Regions from separate parts of the Mus musculus genome. Here regions 1, 2, 3 and 4 are each linked to region 5. A link is a contact called in public HiChIP or PLAC-seq and promoter capture Hi-C data. All regions are on one chromosome and are shown on one strand. Each heading gives the region's core, a stretch centred on a gene start, on an enhancer-like site or on the middle of the called end of the contact. The rest is flanking DNA. Distances are from core to core; before and after follow the strand shown. Region 1 overlaps Msi2 (musashi RNA-binding protein 2). Region 2 overlaps Msi2 (musashi RNA-binding protein 2). Region 3 overlaps Msi2 (musashi RNA-binding protein 2). Region 4 overlaps Msi2 (musashi RNA-binding protein 2). Region 5 holds the start of Akap1 (A kinase (PRKA) anchor protein 1).

What was found. Promoter capture Hi-C pulls out the DNA fragments that hold promoters and counts their contacts. HiChIP or PLAC-seq counts read pairs in DNA pulled down with a chosen protein or histone mark.
Region 1: a promoter capture Hi-C map of embryonic stem cells shows a contact between it and region 5, with 3 times the contacts expected there. The contact joins the enhancer-like site here to the promoter of Akap1 in region 5. A contact is called at or near these places in 11 of 39 promoter capture datasets (the C10 cell line, cranial neural crest, embryonic stem cells and 5 more), 1 of 115 datasets of contacts at active chromatin or transcription factors (fetal liver) and 2 of 9 other capture datasets (adipose tissue and liver).
Region 2: a contact with region 5 is called in a promoter capture Hi-C map of liver, with 2.5 times the contacts expected there. The contact joins the enhancer-like site here to the promoter of Akap1 in region 5. A contact is called at or near these places in 6 of 39 promoter capture datasets (the C10 cell line, liver, maxillary cranial neural crest and 2 more), 2 of 115 datasets of contacts at active chromatin or transcription factors (both in bone marrow-derived macrophages) and 1 of 9 other capture datasets (adipose tissue).
Region 3: a promoter capture Hi-C map of neural stem cells shows a contact between it and region 5. The contact joins the enhancer-like site here to the promoter of Akap1 in region 5. A contact is called at or near these places in 3 of 39 promoter capture datasets (embryonic stem cells, hematopoietic stem and progenitor cells and neural stem cells), 2 of 115 datasets of contacts at active chromatin or transcription factors (cardiomyocytes and kidney) and 2 of 9 other capture datasets (adipose tissue and liver).
Region 4: a contact with region 5 is called in an H3K4me3 HiChIP or PLAC-seq map of embryonic forebrain, with 3 times the contacts expected there. The contact joins the enhancer-like site here to the promoter of Akap1 in region 5. A contact is called at or near these places in 4 of 39 promoter capture datasets (cranial neural crest, embryonic stem cells and liver), 5 of 115 datasets of contacts at active chromatin or transcription factors (embryonic forebrain, kidney, large pre-B cells and 2 more) and 1 of 9 other capture datasets (liver).

The regions. Positions count from the first base shown.
Region 1 is chr11:88,377,229-88,380,723 of GRCm38.p6, forward strand. All of the region lies in intron 10 of Msi2 (musashi RNA-binding protein 2), which reads right to left. Among named protein-coding and RNA genes, the nearest start is that of Mir378b, 26 kb to the left of the region's middle. Within about 2 kb of position 1,888, at least 30 of the 459 cell types and tissues checked have an H3K27ac peak or open chromatin away from gene starts, as enhancers often do. A contact at or near this core is called in embryonic stem cells and stem cell-derived epiblast-like cells, where this site is marked.
Region 2 is chr11:88,512,982-88,516,619 of GRCm38.p6, forward strand. All of the region lies in intron 6 of Msi2 (musashi RNA-binding protein 2), which reads right to left. Among named protein-coding and RNA genes, the nearest start is that of 0610039H22Rik, 100 kb to the right of the region's middle. Within about 2 kb of position 1,375, at least 37 of the 459 cell types and tissues checked have an H3K27ac peak or open chromatin away from gene starts, as enhancers often do. A contact at or near this core is called in adipose tissue and liver, where this site is marked.
Region 3 is chr11:88,480,273-88,483,911 of GRCm38.p6, forward strand. The region is part of intron 6 of Msi2 (musashi RNA-binding protein 2); the gene reads right to left. Among named protein-coding and RNA genes, the nearest start is that of Mir378b, 130 kb to the left of the region's middle. Within about 2 kb of position 1,594, at least 77 of the 459 cell types and tissues checked have an H3K27ac peak or open chromatin away from gene starts, as enhancers often do. A contact at or near this core is called in neural stem cells, where this site is marked.
Region 4 is chr11:88,403,018-88,406,681 of GRCm38.p6, forward strand. All of the region lies in intron 8 of Msi2 (musashi RNA-binding protein 2), which reads right to left. Among named protein-coding and RNA genes, the nearest start is that of Mir378b, 52 kb to the left of the region's middle. Within about 2 kb of position 2,019, at least 97 of the 459 cell types and tissues checked have an H3K27ac peak or open chromatin away from gene starts, as enhancers often do. A contact at or near this core is called in embryonic forebrain and stem cell-derived neural progenitor cells, where this site is marked.
Region 5 is chr11:88,862,122-88,865,889 of GRCm38.p6, forward strand. Akap1 (A kinase (PRKA) anchor protein 1) reads right to left here and starts at 2,465. Exons shown (of 11, transcript NM_001042541.1): 1 at 2,276-2,465. The region is part of intron 3 of 4930556N13Rik (RIKEN cDNA 4930556N13 gene); the gene reads left to right.

The sequences.
Region 1 (3,495 bases), core at 638-3,137, 490 kb before region 5:
AATAACAAATCAATCTTTGGGCAAGCAGCAACTGAGTGAGTGGGGCCAACCGGAGCAATTAGATGTCCTAAAACTTCAATTCCCAACAACCACATGAAGGCTCTCAACCATCTGTTCGGCTATAGTGTACCTATATACCGATAAATAAATATTAAAAATAAAATAAAAAATAAAAGAGAATCCAGGGCCAGCAAGCCAGCTCTGCAGGACACGGCACTTGCTGAGCTGGCCTAGAAATCTGAGTTTAACCCCTAATGTTCATCTATGGTGGGAGGAGAATTACCTACAACATAAAGCTGTTCGCTGACCTCTACACACTCTGTGGCAGGCATGCTCCACCACATCATGTACAGACATACACATACATAATAAATACTCACCTTAAGAAAACAAGACAGAATCCAAAGAGTTCGATAGTCCCATGCCCCACCCTCACAAAGGGAAGATACAACAAGAAAACAGGCATCTGTGGACCAGGAAGTAGTCCTCACCATCACAGTGAATCTACAGGTAACTTGACCTTGGACTTGCCAGCACCTACTCCTTAGGGAATAGTTAGCCCCAGGTTATGGTGTTGTCACTGTAGCAGGAATAGGCAAGGACTGCCCTTCACAACAGCTCTCCAAGTACCATCAATGGCTCCCACTATGCTCACTGCTCCTGTGCCTGCCACTATTGGAAATGCCCAAGCTGGTCACACACAGGATGCGTCTGTAAGCTCTGAGCTCACTGCCCAGTGTCTCTCTGTGTTCTGAAACTCTCTGGGGCAGGTGCCGGCGGTTACACCATGCTGTTTTTCAGCAACCAGAGAGACAAGACTCAAGGAATCCAGACTAAGCTAGACTCAGGGAAAGAAGTTTCTTTGTGGCTTGGGTGGAAGGAGTAGTGGATACATCTTGGTCTCCTGCACGGGCTGATCCCAGAAGTCATGAAATACCGGATCCGCAGGCCCCATGTGACAGTCTAACCCCCTTTCATACTCTGAGTAATTCTTGTTGTTGTAATTTTGTTTTCTACACTGCAGGCTTTCTCTTGGTTTTACTAATAAAAATCAAAACTGAAGGCCTAGGAAAGGTGATAAGGTTCCCTTATGGCGAAACTCAAAGGGGACTTTAAGGCAGGTATCTGAGAAGGTGTAGGAGAGCTGAGGGCAGCAGGGGGAAGAGATGGAGGTGGTAGGTACCAGTTCTCAGCTCACAGGGAATAAAGTACACACTTGTAGCCTCTTTCACTGTTAACCCTGCCTGCTCCCACAGACCCCTCAGCAAACCTGTGAGGCAGGGTGACCACTGTCTCTATTTAGTAGGTTTCGATAGGTAAGGGACACTGAGGCCCAGTGTCTATGCAAACTAAGAAAGGACCTCACCTCTCAGCTTTCTGCAAAGCCAGCAGCGTGTAGTATGGGGTGTGGGCCTGTGCACACGCCCGTGTGTACGTGTATGTCTGGTGTGACTGTGGGGAGCTGAGCACTCACTTTGTTGCATCCTCTCATTTATGCAGAGCAGCTTCAAGAGGCACAGAAAGCTGATCGCAAGTGAAACCCCCAATTCCTGTCAATTCAGATTGCTCCAATTCATTTCTGCAAATGTTTATTAAGTGCCTATTAGGCAGTGTGCTCCGCTTTCATCTGGGAATAGAGTCAACTCTTGATTTTCCATGCCAGCGAGGATCGCTCAGTGATACTGCACACCCACAGGTCCCCACAAACCTCCCTCCAGTCCTGGCTGGATTTGGGGTGTGCTGTCGACTTTCAAAGTGGCAGATCTGCTTCCTGACTAAGCTTGCCTTTAATATTCAAATGAGAGGATAAATCCCAAGTACACAGAGGGCCAGGTGGCCGTTGGGCTGGCCTCTGGGAGCTGGCTTGTCATTTAAAAGCGCCTCTGTGAAGAGGTAATCTCTAGAGAGGAATGGGGAGGGGGAGGGCAGAGACGGGTTACAGGGTTGATGCACAAGGCAATTCCTTATAAGGCCACACCCCGCTTATATAGCCTTGGCCCCACCCAGGTGAGTGAATCTTCAGCTCCATCAATCAACCTAGGAGTGTAACCTCCCACCCTGACATTTCAGGATCTGCTTCCTATCTGGTGAGAGGCTCACCCCTACTCACAGAGCAAGGAGCCAGGTAGAGCCAGACAGGTCACCACACCGAGTACCACAAAGGTCCCCTGTGTGAATATGTCTGGGATGGGATAAGGTGAGGGTGAGGAAGAACCCTTACAGACAGAAGCAGGATGGAGGCGACAGGAGCTTAGGCTGACACTGAAGGCCTGGGCTTTCTGATTTGTGAGTTCTGAGATTCCACCAGGACAGCGCTGAAATGGCCTCTCTTGGCCCAAGGCTCTGAAGACTTGTCCAGAGAGAATAGAACAGGAGACCAGTGTGGGATTCAGTCCTGAGTGCGGGCCCAGGGCTTCCTTTTCTGAACAGGGACAACCTTGAGAGTCTCTGTCACTATGGTGGGCCCGAAGAAGGGCACAGAAAGGCCACAGGGCTACCCCCTTGAAGCAGCTCAGTACCACTCTAGATAGAACAGGTATTTGGAGAGAGTGTTATCTGCTTTTCTGGAAACTTGGCAAAAGTACTGTTCTCTGGGCAGACCTGGCAGCTGGTGTAAGTCACAGCCCTGTGCCCATAGCCAGGGTTCTTCCCCCAGCCTGCCCATTTGAGGAATACTATCTCCTGGATACTCAAGATGCTTACTCTGCCTCTGTAGGCTGTGACTGGCCACTAACTCGTCCTTGTTCAAAGCCTCAATATCTTCAACCAATGTCACCTAGCAGCAGCTCTGCTGACAAAAGGTTATTTGAGGTCCTCTTCAAATGAACAGGGCCTCTCTGAGCTAAGCTGCCTCACCTCAGACCACCTCCTAATGAGCACTATTCAGCCAGCACCAGGGACTGGCGCTGGACAATAACTAGGAACGAAGAGGGGTTTAGTGGCTGTGAGTCCTGACGAGCCATCCCAAGGGTAACTAAGCCTCAGGTGTTCCAAGGCTGGCACCCTCAAAAGCCAATCGCCATTGGTCACAGTGGCATCAGAGACCCGATCTCTCTCCATTGCTAAAGAGGCAGGGAACACACTGGCAACTTCTAGCCCCAGCTGCTGGAGAAGGGTCTCCCCAGCCTGGGACCTACACAGCCCCTCTCCTTCTTACACACAGTAGCTCAGGAGGGGAGGCATCAAGGCCGGGTTACAGGATGCTGGGTTGGCTCTCCCGACAGCCTGGAACACTGCAGATAAGGTAGTCAGTCAATGAGATTTTGGGCAGTTGGTGCTATGTTAACCTTTACTGTCCTTAGTAGTGCTGGAAGATCCCAAAGAGCCACCTGCCAGCCTGTGACAAGGGAGAGGAATGTAGCTGAGAAGGTAAAACTGAGGCGATGGGGTGCAGACAGGAGGGGACAGCCTTCTGGACTCACTTTTGACGCTTCTATTCTGCCCTTTGCACACCCTAACCCGCTATGGAAGGCCACCTCTATCATCCTCCACTGT
Region 2 (3,638 bases), core at 125-2,624, 350 kb before region 5:
GGGACTGATGGAAACATTTAACCAAAGTTCTTTGGGGAATGTGCCCAATTCTGTCCCGCAGAAACAGAACACCATGGGCTGCTCTCAAAGCTCACGGTCATCCTGGGCCTGAGACATCTTGAAACCTGAGTTCTATTCCAAATACTAGCACTCTGTCTCTTTGCCTTGGAGAACCCAGGACACTGGAGTGAGCTAACTTACCCCAACTCCGGGTTTTTCTCCCCTGCAAAGGCCATCCCACACTCTTCCTGGAGGGAGGGTGGCTGTCAAAGGCCTCCGAACTCTCCAGGTTCCAATGAGAGGGTACCTATCGGATTCCTACCTGAGGGGATCTGAGAGGCTGAACAGAAGCTTCCAGCCAAGACGGAGCCTTTCGGCCTAATTTACTTGGCAAACTCCTCAGGTGTCAACAACAGTCCTAAACATACTGAGTTTAGGAGAACAAAAGAGAGATCGCTAGTGTCTGTGGCTGGACATTCTAAACAAGCAAGATAAAGGACTAGGAGCTACTGAGTGCCAGGATGCTTCCACATGAATGTTCTACGGTCAGCAGGGTGACTCCCTCCTTGGAGCTGGTTTTGTGCGTTGCACTTCCTTGTGCTAGTGTCAGAAGCTGTGGGACCTTGGGTGCGCTGGGTAAGGGCTCCACTTCTAAGCTACACCTTCAACAGTTACCAGTTAGAGGAAAGAGCTTGCCCACGGATCTCCATGGTCTTTGATCTTTCTGTCCAACTTGCTCTTGGTCTGGCGCGTACTTGTGTCCCAGAGGCAGATGCTAGGGGCACCGTCATTTAGATGTCAAGGCAACACAACTCGTTCCTGAGCTTCCACCAGTTGGGCATTCTAATTACCCCTGCTGTACCTATCTGCTCACCCAGTTCCTCTTCCTTCCCAAAACAACAATGCCCATTTGCCTACTCCCCTCAAGAGATGCTTGGCCTTACAAGAAGATTCGCTTGCTGCTCTGTTTCTTACAAAGTCTTCACCATCTGCAGAATGGGGCTATCCCAGAACAAAAGTCAACCCCACCCCAAGATCCTGGCTCCAATGTCCCCATGTCTTCCCTCATCCCAAGCATATAAAGGTGAACACAAGGTTGGATGATAACAAGGACAGACAGGACTACGTGGTGGCGGTATCTGGCATAGTCTCCGGCCTACGGTGGGCTCCTCAGGATACTGTGGGGTGCTTCATGCATTAGGGAAGGGGAATGGTTTAAGAGTTGAAAGAAGACGAGCCAAAGCTGGCTGAGTCCCTTGGGGCTCATAAACCACAGCACTTCTGGAAGAACCTATGGGCGCGGTACCAGCTGGCCTCACTGGGCCCGGGCCGTGAGTTTTTCTGGCCAATTTGGAATTCCAAAGTTCATGCTTGGAAGTCCAGAGGCATTTGGCTCCAGTTCAGGGGAGCTTCTTCCCTGCTGAGTAGACCTGCTCTCTCCTCTGTCCTGTCTCCCTCCCACCTTCAAAGCACTTGCTCCCAGCAGCCCCAGCCCCCCTCACCTCCCTGCCTGACGCTCTTCTCCAAGTGGCTCGTTCTCTCTCTCTCTTTGAGTTCATCAGACACCCAGAGATGACATCCAAACCCTCTTTTGATAGAAGAGTGCTATCCAGACCCCAGAAGCCATGCAGTCTGCCCAAGGCCACTCACAGCCAGTTGGCAGTAGAGCTGGGACCAGAAACCAAGGCTCTTAATGGCCCTTAATGGCTCTGATGACACATAACTGAGCACGAAGCTAATACAGAGACTGCCTCCGGCCTGGCCAGCTCCTGCCAGTGCTTCTTCCAAGAAGCTCCCCCGGGAAGGGCATGTGGAGCCCTAGGCCAGTACATCAGGTTCCCTCTTGCCATGTTTACACGCTGCCAGCTTCACTGGGCCACCATTTTTTGCAGGATCTGAACAGAGTCATGTTTGCCTCTGGAAAAGCGCAAGGCACACATACTGTACACAACCCTCCCCTACCCCAATCACCTTGGATGAAGAATCAGCAAAGCTCTGGTCCATATACAAAACCCCCATAAGCTATGACATGACAGTAGTTAAGAAGGAATTAAAAAAAAACAAAAAAAAACCAACCTTGCCAAAGGAGAGGCAATTTCAGCCCATTGCTGATTATCTTTCATTATTCCACTGAGCTTCCGCAGATGCTAAAGGAGGCGGATGTTTAGGATGTATGGAAATATCATTTCCTCCTGGGACAAGGAGGAGGGAGGTGGGGTGGCTATATACACAAATGAGTTTTCCCCTGTTTTTTTTTTTCCTCCGGTAAGCCTAGTACTACCCTCAGGAGAAAGGAGGCCCACTCTGGGAACAGCTTGATCATTGGGACAAATGAAGGTGGCTTAGGCTGCTGCTCTGGGCTCCTTCCTTTGGGCTCTCTCTATTTACTCCTCCCCCCCCCCCCCACACACACACACTTGCTAGGGACCCACCATGAGCCTGGCACAGAACTGGGGATTGGCAGGAGCGCCCATCTACTAATAACATGATAGACAGGCAAAAACAATACCAATGAGGCCCTGGGCCACACAAACAAGAGGATGGGAGCAGAAGGAGGGAAATATAGCTCAATGGTCCAGGTGGGGAAGGAACAAGTTAGCTGGCAGGCCCACAGACGGCTGCTGGTGTAGGGATGGATATGTGGAGTGTGGAAAGGCAGAAAGCTCCAAGCAAGGGTACAGCTCACTTAAAAAGACCGTGTTGACATAGCGTATAGTATGTTCTATCTGGGTTGGCGAAACCTGGGCATGTGGGGAGGCAGACATATGGAATACCCATGCTGAAAGACCTTCCTTAGGCTTTCTTCTAGAGGGCCACAGGGCCACAGGCTGGGCAGAGAAGTGGCATGGAGAGCCCAGCCTCCTGATGCTGTTCCTCTGGCAGCAGATGAAGGATAAGGCAGAGGAAGCCAAGCCTGAAGGTCAAGGAAAGAGCCTGGCCGCTTCAAGGACAAGTGCTAGGAGAACAAGAGCCAAAGACAGAGTAGCCAGAGAGAGGGGCAAGCCATGTTTCCAGGGTACAATAGAGAAAGTGATGCCTGTGGATCTGTGGGGATGGTAAAAGGGAAGGCGTAGAGATGCCTTCTCCCTTCCTAAATCCCTGAGGTGGAGCACCAAGGCACAAGATCTGATGACAGCCTGAGTGGATCCTAACAATGCAAACACAACTCCTGGATTGGCACCACACTTGGCTCTGCAGGGTCATGAACTGACTCCAGAGCATAGCCCCGGAGGCTACACCATGTGGTCCTAAATCCTCCGCACTTCTCACATCTGTAACCTCAAGCCACGCCCTAGAGCACCCTAGGCTTCCAGTCTAGGCTCCCTCCCCTGCCTGGCAAGATTGGCTTTGCTCTCTTTTACAATCACAAAGCCCTAGGCCTACACACAGCTCTGTCCTTGAATTACACTCTCTGATTCTGTAGCCAAGGACATGGATGGTTCACTGGGTCTCTGTGCCCTTTGTACAAATTGGGGATCTTGATCTACCAATACACTGCAATACCATAAAAGCCAATAAGCAGAGCTGAAGGCCCGTTTCAGTCTGACTCTTCCATCCAGCCTCCAGATGGGGCCACTACTCCCATACTCCCTATTCAGGATGAAGGAGCTCAGATAACTTATGCAGAGCAAAGAAAA
Region 3 (3,639 bases), core at 344-2,843, 380 kb before region 5:
GGGGGGGGGAAGAGGAGAGGAAGGAGAGAGTGGGACCCAGAAGAAGGGAGGGAGAGATTATATTGTATCATTTGCTGTATAAATGACATTACAATATAGCAAATACTTCACCCAGGTCAATACAATGTGACAGCTTGACAGTGTTCCACAGTGCAAGAGGCCACAGCGAAGGTCCCTTCTAATGTACATTCAGTTCATTAGGTTGTAGACAGCAGGCTTCAGAACCCTCACTCTGATGGGCTGGACTCTGCTCTCTAAAACTTGTCGGTTAAAGTCCTAGTTCCGAGTTCCATGACTGGGTGACTACTCTTTATTTTTATTTTTTAAAATATTTAAAAATTTTAGGTGCACACACGTGTGTCCGTGTTTATTTGCAATAAGTCGGTGGGTGCCTGTGGACACCAAAAGGTGCTGGATCCTGGGAAACTGGAGTTTTGCGTTGTCTGATGTGGTTGCTGGGAAAACCCAACTTGGATCCTCTGCGAAAGCAGTTAGTGCTCTTAACCACTGAGCCATCTCTCCATCCCAACTGGATCTTTAAAGCCAACAACATTAAGATGAGTTCATTAGGGTGGACCTTAATCCCATCATATGGACTGTGTCCTCAAATGAGGACAAAGACACAGACAGGGGCTGAGGAACCAACAAGGCCAATGAGGCTAACAAGACCTCAGTAGGCACCAACCCTACCACCACACAATCTTGGGCTTCTGGCTTCCAGGATAAACAGACACGAGAAAACTGTAATTTGTTTGTTGAAACTCTCCAGTCTCTGGTGCTTGGTGGTGGCTGTCCTAACACCCTGGTATACCAATGCTAGGGCTCTTTCAAGGCAATCAAGAACAGAAGTACCCAGGCGGGCATCTGTCTTTCTTCTCACATACCCTGCAACTCTTGGCCATTTCTAACTGTAGGATTCCACACAGATCTCAAGAAACAAGAGACGGCTCCACAATCCACTCCTTTCATTTGTAGATCTAATCCTTTAGGTCACAAGACCCGCCTTTACCCTCAAGAAGGCTTGCTATGCCAGGGTGAATCGGGTGTTTGCTTCATGGATTCTGGACTCAACAATGGTGGCCGAAATGCAAACCAATACAGACTGTGAGCCAGAGCACTCTGTGCTTGGAGCAGGCTGGGTGTGTATGTGGCTGGGAAGATCTTAGCACTCTGTTATGCTCAAAGGCTCCTGAGGGCCAGCTAAGCCACCCGAGGGAGAATCACAGGCCACCCGTCCCTCACTCCTTCTGCGTGAAACAGTGAAGTGAGGATTAAAATGGAGCCTCTGGGCAAACTGAACTTATTTTTCTAGATCCTATCACAGACGACAGAGGAGAGAGCAAAGTCCAGGCAAGAACAGGGAAAAGGCAGGCAAGCCAGACTGGAAGAGATCTGTCTCACTTAAAAATCCCTTCTGGAGGCAGGGCCCCCTTTGTTGCTAAGCAACCCAGGCTGAACAAACAGGCTCCTGGGGCCTCCCCCTTCTGGTGCCCCCCCACTCCTGCAGTCATTTGCTGTGAAGAGGGTATCCTTATATGTAGGGAGCTGTACCCCCCCCCCTTTTCTCCCAGGCACCAGCTGGCAGGAGAGGCAAAGCTAGTTTGAGATCACTTGAACAGGGCCTCCTTCTCTGGGCTCTTCCTGTTCCCATGCTTTGGCGGGCTTCAAGAGTCCCCCCAGACACCTGCTGAGGCCATACGCCTCCCATACACCACCCAAGCAAATCACCAGAAGATCAACCGGTGTGTTTGTACACAGAGCAGTCACACTCTGGCATATGGCATCTCAGACTGAGACCTTGGGATGCCAGAAGAATTCAGATGCCTGGGGCGCGGGTGTAGGTTGGGGGTAAGACCTGCTGCGGGTGCAGGTAAATGCGACATCTGCTTCTTTGCACCCATCTCCACACTGTCGGAGATGTCTGCCAAATCTTGATTTTTAACTGAAAATGTCTAACAGCGAAGAAAACAGCCTCCCTCCTGTGTTGGCCATGTTTTGGTACTGAAATTCAGATGCCCGTAGGAAATAAATATTTTGAATTAAAAAAAAATCTCCCCCCCAAAAAAGCCATGTCTTTCAGCGGTGCGTAATTGGCTCCCTGCTTCTCCTGGCTAAGTTTGTCTGTTTTCTTCTGAAGCCTCCGCATTCCCTCCACCCTGGTGAGCATTGGGGGAAGGATCTGTGTATGTGTGTGTTTTGGGGACAAGCATTGTTGTAGAGAATAGGGCTCTTTCCCCTGCAGCCCAGCTGTACAATGGGACTTTCGAAGACCTCCTGAATAGATAAAAGTGTCAGGGTGCAAGAGAAATTCTATTAACATTTTACAAAATATAACATCTAAGAGAGAAAGCAAAAGCACGAGATGGGAAGGAATCAATACGGGTAAGATCCAGTGCTGAGGCGTGGGGGCACTTTTCAGTGGTTGCAAACACTTATTAATTCAGAGACGCCATCAATGCAATGGAAATCTGGCAGGCCAGCAAGAGCTGAAACCAGGAGAATTTGAATACACAAAGACTGAATAGAATGAAAACCGCCGCCTCACATACGGGCCTGTTTCTCACGGTTCTCGGAGAATCAAACAGAAGCGGCTTGTGCAGGAGTCTCCTTCATGGAGTCTGGAGAAATGAGGGGCACAGCTGAGGTGACTGGTGTCAGTGCGGGAGCCAGTTAACTGGCAGCAATCTCTGCCTCCCTGTCTCACAGGAGGCCCTGTACATGGGGTCACACCTGAACCTAGCACGAAGGAGTTGGCTGTGCATCACAAGCCTTCAGGAAGGGCTGAGGAGGGACGCATGCTGGGGTTGGGGAGCTGTAAGCTGTTGTTTTCCTGACTTGGAAAAGAGAGCATCATTAACACTAGAAAATACTCCTCAAGGAACCTGGTCCTGGACCTTAGAATCAACACTTTGTGTGGGCAATGTCTGCATGCTACTGTACAGATTTCCTTGTGCCAGAGGTGGCACTGGAGGCCTAACTAGTCTTTTGAATCCCCTGAGGGAGAGAAGGGAGACGAGTAGGTGTCTCAATCTTAGGTGGCTTTGTCCCATGCCTTGGAATGAGCCTGGTCTATTTTAGAGAAAAGCTTATTCCAACCATAAGAAGTCTCTAGTAATGACCCAAATAATGGTCCACAGCTTGTGAAAAGCAAAGTCATGGAACTTTTAGGTCAAATAGCTGGGAAGGGGCTACTCTCTGCCTTTGAGCCTGGAAGGTCTAGCTTGTGTGTTTCTGCCTATGGAAGGTTCTAGTAAATCTCTCTCAACATACCAATGGAAGGAGAGCAAACTGATGGGCTCTGGGCCCATTACACATAGCAGATCTGCCCAGAGCCAGTTGGCCCACAGATCTTTCAGGCCCCTAGGATTTGTGTGTCTAGTTAACTCTCAGCTCCTAGAGGTACGTACTCCTGGCCTGTGGTCTCTTTTCCTTCCCCACCATAAACAGTGAGAGACCAGAATGAAGAGATTAAAGCTCCTGGCCAGAGGTTAGAATATTCATACCCAGCACACATGATGTCCCCCGAGGGGACTGCAGACTGCAGCAGCAATCCCTCCTCTACTTGGGTCTTCTCCTGACCACCGATCCTCTAACATCCTGAAGAGTTGAGAGTGGAACCAGGAGTGAAAAGATGACAAG
Region 4 (3,664 bases), core at 769-3,268, 460 kb before region 5:
AGGAGATCTGGTGGCCAAGCCCCAGAGAACCAGATGTACCCAGCATCTCATCAGCTTTGACTACAAAGAGGTGCTCAAGGATTTGGGACCCTGGTGATGATACAAAGGGGGATGACTATAGTAAAGGCAGCAACAGACATGCCGGCAGAAGAGATGACAACAACCAGTTGTGCCATCTGCCTCCAGACACATGCTGGGCATAAATGACCTGGGGCCATGGGAAGGAAGCACCAGAATCCAGTTCCCTTTGCAGAGTTGGCTCAGAATGTTACTCTAGGGGAGAAAAGAACATGGCGTTCATGCGTCATTGTCGGATACCTGCTAGGCAGTCATACCACTTGTGTGTGTGTGTGTGTGTGTGTGTGTGTGTGTGTGTGTACTGTGTAAGGTATTTCCATGGACTGTATAATAAACATAAAATAGCTATTCAGCAGAGCATGCGGCATACAGAGCCTTCAATTGATGCCCCCTACTCTCAACTGCTTCACTGCACACAGGCTTTGCTTACTTGGTGGAAAAGCCTAATTGGCCTCTTCTCTGATAAAGAAACTGAGGCCGCAAGGAAAACAACAACAAACAAACAAACAAACAAACCATTTCTGGAGACAGCCAGGACCCAGTCACAGGGCTCCCAGCATAAAAACAACAGGTCCCTTTTTTGGGGGGGGTCCTGCCTGCTCTGCCCCTCCTTAGCCCTCTAGAGCCCAATCTGATGCTATTTCTTTCACACAATCATTCCCAACTCCAGCTTCCAGAATTAATTTCCTCACCACTTATAGAATTAATTTCATTCACTGTTTCCTCTGCTTAGTGTTTTTATTAAAACCAGCGACGGCAAAGTGAAGTAGGTCATAAACCACTAATACTGAGCACCGAGCAAGGAGGGGTAGCGTGTGGACACAGAGAGGAATACGAGGACACGCGACTCTTCTCTCGGGAGTGCTCAGAGTCTGGGTGACAGGTGGAGAAGAGCCAGAGTTTCCAGTCGCCAGTGCTTCTTGAGACCTGTCCCCTAACAAGGGCACCCTAGTCCCAGGGCAGGCTGAGCCTCATGTGTCAGAAAGTCCAGCTCCCTGCCGTGGTTCAGCTCTACCTTTGGGCTCTGGGGTTGAGCAGAGCTAGCTTCTCTGCACTCAGACCCCTCTCATCTGTAAGGCAGAGCCTGTCAGTAGCACCTCTCCCATTGGAGTAAAACCTACACAAAGCCCTTGCCCTAGAGAAGACTGCAACACCCTGCTATGTGCAGAACCTACAGGAAAACCTCTGAAGATAAATAAAGCCAGTTCATACCTGTGCTCAATTTGATTCCAAAGTACAAGACATAGAGCCGCTGCCCCTCCCTCCTGCAGGACAGTTCCACCCCTAACCCCCATCCCCCAACCAGGTAATCCCAGCTCCCTGCATTCATCAGCAAGGTGTGCTAGGGGAGCTGGCAGGCTGTACTATTTGAGGAAATAGCTGACGGCAGTAACACCAGCTGTTCTTCTTTCTGCGGGCACCTGCAAGGGCATTTCAAAGTGAAGAGGAAGCTTGGCCCCCGGCAGGTGTCCAAAGCTGGGTGTAAGACAGAGTGGGTGTCTACCCCAGCCCAGAGTCTCAGCTTCTCTTAACCAGGCAGCAGTCTCCCTGTAGAGACAACAAAGGAAGGTGCCCTTTCGGCAGCAGCCTGGAGCTCCGTGGATATGGGGTGGAGCAGCTGCAGGAAGAGGTTAAAGAAAGGACCCCGAGACAACAATCCTGGAGTAGACACAGGAGGGCTTCTGGGTGCTCCCCTCGCAAGAGTTGTGGGGGCCACACCAGCTGAGCAGGTGTGGAAAACCCACAGGTTCAGTGTCCTGCCCCCATTCCCTCTCCATCACTGGACTGACTAGAGGACCCACCAAGGGCAAATGGGAAGAGACTCTGACTGGGAGGTTGCCTCCCTGCAGGCTAAATTACTTCTGCCTGAAGAGTAGCACATTTTTCCCACACACCATCCCCATTTCCCCCTCTACTTCTCCCAGGCTTCCCCCAGCTCACAAACTGTTTGGCTCTCATTAGCAGAGCCCGTACACAAACGGTCGTGTGCACACAGGCGTGTGTGATGTGTAGGGCTCGGGATCTCTCCCTCTCCCACGTAAACACGGGATTCGTTTATTAAATGCCTCTCTGCCATTTCCTTTTTTGCCTTCATCCTGCTTGTTTAATATTGCATTTGACATTCTCATTTTATAAATGGCAACAGAAGCAGAATGGATAGCTAAAATTAGCTGACGGGGTGGGGGAGCCGCCGCAAATAGCATCGTGAGCACAGAAGCCCAGTTAATTCCAGCCACCCACCCCCACACTTTTGGGCTGGTTCCTGACTGAGCTTTCAGTCTTTGGCTGTGAGGACGACGCCTGAAGGAGAGGGTGAGGGGAGTGTCACCAGGCATTCTGCCAGATGCAAGGCGCAGATGCTGACCCTCGCCTCAGGGAGGTTCCAAGGGCCAGCTTGGCCCAGCACTGTGGTTCTGATTTGGAGAGGGCAACTCAGCTCTCTCCTGTCCCTGCTGTGCCTTGCTCATCAGCGTTACACTATAAGGCTTGGCTCCCCAAGTGTGCTCTAAGCTAAAGAGGGTAGGCTGCAGACCACAGCGAGCTTTGCTACTGGAAGCGAGCGCTCTGGAACCTGTTCAAAGAACCATTCAGTCAAAGGGTCTGATTCAGCTTTTCTGGGACCTAAAGAACCCCGTGTCATGGGGTTAGAGAGATGGTCAGAGGATCGGAGTTCCCAGCACCTGTCAGGAGTCTCACAGTGGTCTTTAACTCCAGCTTTTGGGAACCCAATACCCTCCTCTGGCTTCTGCAGGCAACAGAAAATAAAATATAATCTTTTTTTTTTTGGCTTTTCGAGACAGGGTTTCTCTGTGTAGCCCTGGCTGTCCTGGAACTCACTTTGTAGACCAGGCTGACCTTGAACTCAGAAATTCGCCTGCCTCTGCCTCCCAAGTGCTGGGATTAAAGGTGGGCACCACCATGCCTGTCAAAATATAATCTTAAAAATAAATAAATAAATAAATAAAATCCCATCTCAGGTCTCTGCTGCTTACTTCAGAGGTTACATCCCTCTCATCTCTGAGGAACCACCTTTAGTTAAGCACCGGAAGTACCTACCTCCCACGGGGACTCATGAACCAGTCCTTCCCTAAGGATCTCATATTTGCTCAATCAAAATGATTCTGAGAACGATGATTATGATGACATTAAAAAGATGGAACACTATGACAGAGCATGGCATGGCCTGGCTCTGCTCCCATCCTTACATAAGCCTTCATCTCTGCAGTAGTTACCTGTAGGTCCCACTCTTAAGAAGAGGGGACAAACACAGACGTTAACTTGTCCAAGGTCATGAAGCTAGTGTGTGTCAGTGCACTGGACTGTGAGATGCCCAGCAGGGGAGGGTCATGGTGCCATGACAGGGAGGCACAAGGGGTGGACCGCATTGCCCTCTGACCATTGCTCCTTTCTCTGCCTCATCATGGTTGGATGCTCTCCTATGCATGAAGTCACTCTGACAGACACTGCTTCCTCAAGCCCCATTGTCTGTTGGTGGCACCCTCTCTTTCTCTGCTTCACAAAGCACTATTCTATGATAAGCCTGACTTGATCATTCAGTTAAACCCCTTTCCTCAGGACCCCAGAG
Region 5 (3,768 bases), core at 1,215-3,714:
TAAATATGATGATCTCCATCCATGTTTAGGATGAGAAGAAGAAAACTGGAAGCTAAAACTACCTTCCACAAACTCTAGCTATGACCAGCCTGGGGCCCAGGTCCACATATAATCTGGGTTACCAGGTAGCAAGACAGATTGTTTTAAAGTATTGATGCTCAGACACATCACTTCCAGCATCTGAGCAGGCAACAGACAACTGATACCTGTATCTCTGCTGTCACCCAGCAGAGGCCAAGGGTGAATGCAATTCCTACAATTAGCTGGGAGATGGGAGAACTCCCCAAGTAGAGGCAAACTCACTAGATTTACATCAGGTCTCACCCACTGGGTTGGATAGCTACTGACCCACTCTACAGAACAAAGCCTTCTGATTTAACAACCTAACCAGAAGCTTTAATGATTTGCATACACCCTTAGGGTAGGAGAATGTCCTCTAACCCAAGGCCATTCTTTCTATTTCACAAGACTACACCCAGGAATTACCCAGAACCTACAAAACAGGTTAGAAGCGAAAGAAGGCTCGACAACAAGTCCAGAAAGCTCCCCAAACATAATCTCACTTGTTCCTTGGGCTCTAAAAGAGTCCTAAATAATCTGAAGGTGAAACACTTAAATGCCAATCAGAGAAGACTCTGGCAGGAGAGCAACTCGTTCACAGAGTTTATAGATGCTTTGTGCCTTTAAGAGAGGAATGGGTAGGAAGCCCGTAGACTCTAAGCCTCGCTTTTCTAAGCCTCGCTTTCTAAAGTTAAGCGTTTAAAACAAAACCAAAAACCCCACGGTTACTAATTTGGGAAGGACTCTGCAGTTAAATGAGCATGTAAGATTGATTTCCCGAAGCAATAGCAATTGTAATTGCAACACACGGATACAGAGGGTGGTAGCACACCAACCGAGATGGTTACATTAGGTCCAGCAACCCTGTTGTCACTGCAGGCGTTAAATTTAAACCCCAAGCAGCCTCGACTTCAATAGCGGAAAGATAGGCAGTTTAAACCTTACTAATTGCCCTACACATACACCCGACCTTACCGGTTTGAGAAGCCTCCACTCTCACCTGGAGCGAAGTCCACCGGGTTTGTGTTAACCACAGCCCAAGGGTGGAAAGGTACTAGTTGCTCGAGGCATTTCCCGGAGGGAAAAGGTCCGGTTAGGCACAGGGCGTCTCAGAGGTCCCTTCTGCACAGCCCCTGACTATCAGCACCTTCCCTCCCGGAGAAAGGAAACAGGAAAAGATAGGACACAGCAGTAGTTGACACCAGAATGTAGGCTCCTTTACGCGTATGGAGGCTTCTCTACGCAGGTTTTTACCTATAACCCTGGCAAAGTCCCCCCATGACCCCTGCAAAGTCCCTCCAGATCACTGTCCTGGGACGGAAAGAAAGGTGGGGCGCGACACGTGACCCTGGACCTCCCCACCCCCGCAAGAAGTCAGCGGGCACCTCTAGCTAGAGGTCTCCCACCTCTTAGGACATGCTTATGGGGCCACAAACTCTAATTCCCTTCGGACACCCAAGCTCACGACCTCCGGATCCTAATTGGTCTTATGGTCTCTCCACCGCCAAAAGGTTTGGGACCTGTCTTGCATCCCATTCTCCCCGCTACAACGGCAGAGTCCGCTCCAATAATTCGCGGCACTGAACTCCAGGAATTGTGTCTTCCTGCTCCGGTTTGCCACCACTGCCGGGCCAACCCAGAGTCAACTGGGCCCAGCAGTTAGAAAGTTAGGAAGGGAAGGGGTCCCCAAGGACCTCCTCTCCCGCCTTGGGCACTGGGTCCTTGGCAGAGACCGCCCCAGTGCCTCCTCTCCACGCGTAAACTGGGTACACACGACCTTTGAAAAGTAAACGCTAGCGAGACTAGACGACCTTGGTTGGGACGCGCTCGGGCAGGCTACCCAGAAGGGTGAGCCAGCATTGGGAAAGTTGAGGCGCACCGGAGCGCCCGGGGAATTGCGCCCTCACCTCCATCCTAGAGGCCAGTGACGTGAGGGGGGATGGGAGGGGAAAGCAGCGGCTTAAAGCAGCGCCCCGAGCTCAGCGCACGCGATCTGTCAGCAGCAGCCCTGGGACCGGGAAAGACCAGCGGGGCGCGCGGGTCATCAAGGCACAGACCCGCCCGCTTGACAGCAGGCGCGGTGCACAAGGCTCTCGGTCCCCGGAGTACCTGGCGCGCGCGTCGCACCCTGCACCTGCACCCCAGGCTCCCCATCACCCCAACTCGTTCTCTCTCCGGGCCCGGCGGGCGGGTGCCCGTGCCAGCCGTCACTTACCTGCTCCTGGGCGACCGTCTAGGCACTCAATCCTCCCGCCACCGCCCCCTGGCCCCCCACCTAGTCCAGCGGCCCTGCCCCGCAGCGCTGCACGGCGCTTCGGCCGCTCCCCCACGTGCTAGCCCAGGCCGGGCGAACACAGAGACATTAAATACTGAGGACGCGCAACGACGTGCCCGCGGCGCGACGCAAGGCCCCGCCCCTCGCCCTCGGCTCCCTGGCGTGCCCCCCTCGCCCGCTCGCTCTCCTGCGCGTGCGCGCCATCGGCCGCTCCCTCCCCCGACTTGCGCGCGCCTCTCTCCCAGCTGCGCCAAGAGGGGCGCGGTCAGGAGCTCTCCGCTGACATCCCGGAGCTGTACGGGCCCGCCTTGCTGGCGCTCTCGCGAGAGTAACAATATTCACGGCGGGCATGGGAGATGGCCCCTACGTCCCACACTCGGGCTGGGGTGGGTTCCTGGTGTCTGAGTGCTCGGCACAATGAACTTGGCTCGCACGGGGTCTCTGCTTCTTCTCCGGGGAGAGGTGTCAGGCAGGTTCCTGCCTTGGGATGGTGCCTCTCCTGGAAAAGGTTGCTGAGGCTGGTGAGGGACGATGCTACATTGTTCCCCTTGCCTAGGAATCTGGCTTTCCCGTAACCTTGCGAGCATAGCATAGCTTTTCGAGTATAATAGGTGGCCATTGGTTGATCAGTAATGTGGATACTGTGTAGCCCTCAAGGGCAAGTTGATTTCTCATTTTCGCAACTTTAGTGATGTCGAAGGGGCTTTTCTCTAAATGATCTGGGGTTTTGCAAAGTTTGCCTTCGAAGAAATGGTCACCATGAGTCACTGCCTCCCCCAACGACTTGAGAAAACCAAACTACCTGCAGATAATTGTATCCGACGGAGGTTCCACTTGCCAACCAGCCCAGCTCTGATCCTTAAAACCTAGGCACTTTCCTTTACTTGCTTATTTATTTTGATATTCTGAGACTGTGTCTCATGTCTCACGGCCTCAAGCTGGGAAGTTCTAGGTTGACCTTGAACTCCTGATCCTCCTGCCTCCACCTCCCTAAGTGTTGGCATTACAGGGCACTTTCAGTGCACATTTTTTGAACGAAATATAGGAAAGGTACCATACTAAGAACCAACCATTACTTGGGAAAAATCTTCACTGGTGATCAAATGTGAATTTTAAGTTTTAAAAAGAGACTATGCATACTGAATATAATTTTGAGTATCTACTGTCTAACTCATTTATTTCTTTTTCTTTTTTTTTTTTTTTTTTTTTTTTGGTTTTTCGAGACAGGGTTTCTCTGTGCAGCCCTGGCTGTCCTGGAACTCACTTTGTAGACCAGGCTGGCCTCGAACTCAGAAATCCACCTGCCTCTGCCTCCCAAGTGCTGGGATTAAAGGCGTGCGCCACCACGCCCGGCTTCATTTATTTCTTGAGCCAGCACTTGGAAAGCTGAGGGAAGATTACCACAATTTCAAAGCACCCTGGGCTACAGAGTT